Linked DNA regions of Arachis hypogaea: region 1 is linked to region 2. A link is a contact called in public Hi-C data. All regions are on one chromosome and are shown on one strand. Each heading gives the region's core, a stretch centred on a gene start, on an enhancer-like site or on the middle of the called end of the contact. The rest is flanking DNA. Distances are from core to core; before and after follow the strand shown. Region 1 holds the start of LOC112698359 (xyloglucan endotransglucosylase/hydrolase protein 24). Region 2 has its middle 22 kb from the start of LOC112698307.

Region 1 (2,716 bases), core at 9-2,508, 58 kb before region 2:
CCTTCCTTGTATACATATATACTTCTTCGGTTGCATTACACCATGAAGATCTTATCTTAATTATGACATTATTAGTTTATTTTACATTCTAGCGGCAATCCTTGAGGGAAGCGTTTTAAGTCGGAACAATAGTTATAGACTATGAAATTCTTGTGCACCCAGTTGAGTTTGTCTACTTCAGAGGGCTTCAACCCTTGTGTGATCCATTTTTCACCAACGGAATTATGATTATTACTCTTTTTGTTTGGGTGTGTGCAAGAAGACGTAATAGAAGGAGGAGTAGACTCAACACAAGCATTGACAAAAAAATTTTTAAAATATGCAATGAATGGAGCTGCACTCCAATTTGTCTTGATTAGACCACTCCTTGTAGCCCAATCTTCAGCATCCCATAAGCTTCCATACATTCTCATTGGTTTCTTCATTGGAAATGATATATTCCTTGATTCATAGTTCTTGAATTCTCTAATAGGAATTCCATCCACATATAAGCTGAGTACACAAATTATTAATTAAATGAAACAAATAAACATGCATGACTTTAGATTAATTAATTAACTAATTAACTAATTGATACATACATGATGCATAGTGGATTCCACAGAATTGAGTAAGTGTGAAAATCAGAAGTGGGATCAAACCATAGATAGAATTGTTGCTCCCTGCCACCTTTACCTTGCGTGATTACATTAGAGTGAAGAATATACGGGTTGCCACTCAGATTTCCAAGGAATTCAAAGTCTATTTCATCCCAAGTTGATCCTTCTGATTGTAACTACATTAGTAAACATTCTATTTAGTTAATTAAAAAATTAATTAACATAATAATATGAAGAGAATTGAAAGAGATTGGAAGGAGGAGTGAATATACATAGAAAGAAGTGACAGTGCCTGCAGAATTTCCAGGAACAAGTTTGAGTTGAATTTGAAAGTGGCCAAAAAGATAGTGATCCTTGGATTGGAATCCAGAGCCAGAGGCAGCGTCAAGGGACACAGTAAGAAGCTGGCCATTGTTGAGCATCTGGGCACGCCCGTTACCCCATGTTATGTCAATGTTCTTATGCAAATCGCCACCGCACAACATCATCATCATCGTCATAGTGAATAGTGCCACCATAACAACACTAGTGGGATAAGGCAGAAGCATGTTGTTCTTGTGAATTTAGGAGAGAAAAAGAAGAGGATGAATGATGTGATGACGAGAGATTCAATGAATAAAGAGAATGTGTGTGAGTGTGAGGTGATAGTGGAAACAGATGTCAATTATAACAGGAAGTGGTTTAGACGGTGAAACAGCCATGCCTTACTACCAAGTGTATAAGTATGTCAATTATATTTGGCATTTTGTCAATTATCCATTCTGCTTTTTTTGTTTCAAACTTACAGTAAATTCTTACAATTGATATGATATAATAATTAATATTCAGTGCAGGTTGTATTTGCTAGAATTCATTTTGAGCGTAGTGGTGAAATGCAATAACAACCAGTTAATTAAAAAAACTACTCTTGAAGCCCAACTCAATTCATGAATAAAAGCACAATCACCCAAACACTTGGAGCCCCAACATTTGGTCAAACAGATATATCGAAGTTCTTCATCTTCCTTCAAATAATAATTACTTTCCTTCTAACAAAATCTGTAACTGTATTTGAATTGAAGTTTTAAAACGTGAATTTGTCTAAATTGATTTTGATAAAGAGTGAACTAGTGTTAACTTGATTTATATTTGAATATTTTTATATTAAAATAGATTGTAATAAATTAAATATTATTTAGATTATATTATTTAAAATTATATTTAGATAAAATTACTAAAAAAATCTAAATTTATATCATTGAAACCATGCAGCTTAAAATATAAAGGTGGAAATTCAAGTGCAGTCGATTTTACGTGAAGTTGATATCTGAAAGTCGTTGGATGATTTTACTGATTTAATTAAATTTTCATCTAACAACTCTCAGACATGAAGTCGACTTCACCTAAATTTTTCACCGATAAAAGAATTACCAAATAGAAACACACAATAGTGCGTCTCTAAAGCTGACTCAACAAAGATAATAATGAAATAGGTTCTCTGGAACATACCAGAGCAGAGGTCACCGAAACCTTTAACATAGTCCATTTTGAATCAAAAGAATTGATTGAATAAGCCAAAAAAATCTTTGGTTTTCTATTAATTCAGGCAGAGTCCACACAGAGACCACCACCGCTCTGTTAATAATTTAATAGCCCACTGAAACAAAATAAAAAATGACACAAACTAAATTTGCTATCCAACTGTCATCTTCCCACTTCATCTTACCACCAACTAATTTTTATTATTCTTATTTTTTCAAATTCTAAATTCTAACACATACCAATGTTGTCACTATAAATTTGTAGCACACCAATTTACTTCTCATGACAAATAAATACGAATTATTCTGTTGTGTCTCACATAAACAAAAACCTGTTTTGTCTAATGGCTGCTGCTTGTGTGAACAATAATAATGATGCATTGATTGTGATTGTCATAACATTGTTCCTAATAATCACTTTGCCTTCTTCTTCTATGGCTGGTAGCAATTTCAACCAACAAGTTGATATCACTTGGGGCGACGGTAGAGGTAAGATTCTCAATAGTGGCAAGATTCTTACCCTGTCTCTAGACAGAGCTTCTGGCTCTGGCTTTCAATCCAAGAATGAGTATCTGTATGGCAAGATTGACATGCAAA
Region 2 (2,704 bases), core at 24-2,523:
TTGGCTCTTCTCGCCTCGGCAACTTGTCAATCTTACATTTTAATCTTGGAACAGGTTGAGTTTATGCAATGGAGTTATTAGTTGGTTTTTTTTGTTCAAATAAATTGGACAGTTTTTCAATTTTGGGGATTATATCACAAATTTACACATATTTTTTTTGTACATTGAAGGCCCTAAGGTCAGGAACAAAATAAAAAACAAAATAAATTAACGAAAAAAAAACCCCACTTCTATCAGCAAATAAAATAAGAGTGGTCTCTTTGGGAAGATGATCCCAAGTAGCATGCTCTTTGTTTTGATTTAGTAGCAAATTTGCAATGCCATCAGCTAATTGATTAGCCTCTCTATATATGTGTTGTATGGGCACTTGCCAATTTCTATTGAGAAGCTCTTTGATTCTTCTAATCGGGCGAGTTAGTGTTGGGTGGCGTTTTGGAGGGTTCTCCATCAAATTCACAGCTGCTTGGGAGTCTGTTTCTAACTCAATCCTTCTAAATCCTTTCTTCCATGCTATCTCCAGTCCCTCTCGTATTGCTGCAACCTCCGCTTCTATTGCCTTTGCATAAGTCAGACGTCTAGCATACCCATAAACCCAATCACTATCTGCATTTCTGAAAATTCCAGCACAGCTGGCTTACCCAGGATTACCTCTCGAGGCCCCATCTGTATTTAGCTTGATCCAACCCTCTTGAAGTGGTTTCCAAGAAACTGCCAGAAATTTTTCATACTGATTGTTCTCTAATCTTCTTCTGGCATCTCTGATTTCTCTGCTAAGCTCCTTATTTTCATCTCTTTGATTCTTAAGGGGGTGTTTATATTGGAATGTATATATTCATTCTTAAATTTTCAAATAAGCCAAACAGCCGTGACAAAAACGTCTTTCTATTCTATATCATCATCAAACCCCATATCCATAGTCATGTTAGCAATAATCCACTCTTTCAAATCAAGATTATAAAACATACCAATATTCTGCGATTTCACCAGGCAATTCTACACTGGCGATGACATGGGACAATCTCGAATAACATGAAAAGGAGTCTCAATATCATTGTCACAACTCATGCAGTTGGGATTGTTTCCTCTACCCCATATTGCAGTTCTGGAAGCTGTTAGTTGGTCAAGGAAGGATTACATTTAGGGGGTTTTGGCCTTTTGGGTCAAATAGACAAATACATGAGGTTTTTTGGGTCATAGCATCACATGACACATAGAGTCACAAGTGTAATCGTGTAAAGAACCCATAGAACATGTTTGGGGAACAAAAAGACCAAAGAGTTAGAGAGATGACCAAAAGTACTTGTACTTAGGCCCAACAAGACCCAAACAAAAGCAGGCCCAACATTTTTTCATTTGTTCAAAATACAATTAAAAATAGCTCTGCATTTTTACCAAAAGAAAAAGCTCTGCATTAATATTCTTTTTCAATTTCATTTTTTTAAATATTTATTTAAATAAAACATAATATTTATTTTTTATTTCACAGCGCAAACAATTTATTTTTAAATAACAGAGAAATTAAAAATTATTTTTCATTATAGGCCACCGCCTTTCAATTCTGATATAGAATAATTTGATGGAAAAATCTAGGGGCCATCAGTTTTATTGAATTTTGGCCAGTATGTAACCAGCAGAAAAAAGTGAGCCATATCACACCAATCTCACACCATCAAATCATCATTGATGACTAGTTGATGACTAACAATCACAAAAATTGTTGACTCCCTAATATTGCTCTAATTTGATATTTGAAGATGAAATGGAAAGAATTTGCATTGTCAACCACCAACTCTCTTAAAAGGTTCATCTCTTTTAAACGTTAAGCTTTAATTTTGATTGGACAGAGATGGCAAGAAGATCAAGATGCATGGATGAAACTAGTGATGGTGGAAGGAATAGGATGATGTATTGCATCGAAAAATGATATTGGGCCATAACAATTTTTTATTTTTTGGTCATTAATTAATTATTAATATTTAAAAATATAAAATAAAATAAATTAAACTAAAAAAATTAAATTAATAATTAATTAATAACTAAAAATAATAAATTATGATGCTCCTAACATTTCTCGTTTTGCATCCCACCAAAAAGCATAGTAGATCTGACCGAAAATATATAAACCATTAACCATATCTTCAAAGGAAACGAAATCATTAATAAAGAAAAGGAAAACACAAAATTCATGGAACTTAAAAGATGACATATATTTATAATGCAAAGTTATCTCCACACGAAGAAACCACTTTAATTTGCCATGGCTCGCTTTATTACTTCTACTTATTGGATGTAGCTCTCTTTTTACTTTTTAGTGTTTACTCCAACTTACGCCACACCTTTGTTTATTTTGTGATGAAAAAGCAAAGGGTTGTGAATTGTGATTTAGCTTTTTAGTATTCAATACGTGTTAAATTGTTTCGCTGTATTTTGACCGATGAATACCCTCTAGATTCTAAATCTTTTAAACCACTTTGGAGTGAAAATGCCACACCCCCAGTATGGTGTTGCAGTAATGAGAACATTATCCTCAGCTATTTCTTCCCATTTTATATGGTCTACGCTATTTGGACATAAAATTTAAACTCCCATCCTGTTTCTTCAGTTTCTAAATTTATATATGTTTGTACTAATTGAATTTAAAACAGTGAACTTTGAATGAGTCAAACATGCCTAATCTATTGATGTAGCCTCTTATATATAATTA

The links. A called contact is a pair of places that touch in the nucleus more often than the background predicts.
Region 1: a Hi-C map of leaf shows a contact between it and region 2, with 2.1 times the contacts expected there. The contact joins the promoter of LOC112698359 here to the enhancer-like site in region 2. A contact is called at or near these places in 3 of 8 Hi-C or Micro-C datasets (all in leaf).

What each region holds. Positions count from the first base shown.
Region 1 is chr1:96,364,705-96,367,420 of arahy.Tifrunner.gnm2.J5K5, reverse strand. It overlaps LOC112698359 (xyloglucan endotransglucosylase/hydrolase protein 24), which reads right to left and starts at 1,258. Exons shown (of 3, transcript XM_025751633.3): 1 at 872-1,258; 2 at 582-775; 3 at 1-492. The coding sequence starts at 1,147. The coding sequence ends at 72. LOC112698343 (xyloglucan endotransglucosylase/hydrolase protein 22-like) reads left to right here and starts at 2,422. Exons shown (of 3, transcript XM_025751632.3): 1 at 2,422-2,716. The coding sequence starts at 2,464.
Region 2 is chr1:96,306,525-96,309,228 of arahy.Tifrunner.gnm2.J5K5, reverse strand. No RefSeq gene overlaps it. Among protein-coding and RNA genes, the nearest start is that of LOC112698307, 22 kb to the left of the region's middle. Within about 2 kb of position 1,273, at least 1 of the 3 cell types and tissues checked has open chromatin away from gene starts, as enhancers often do.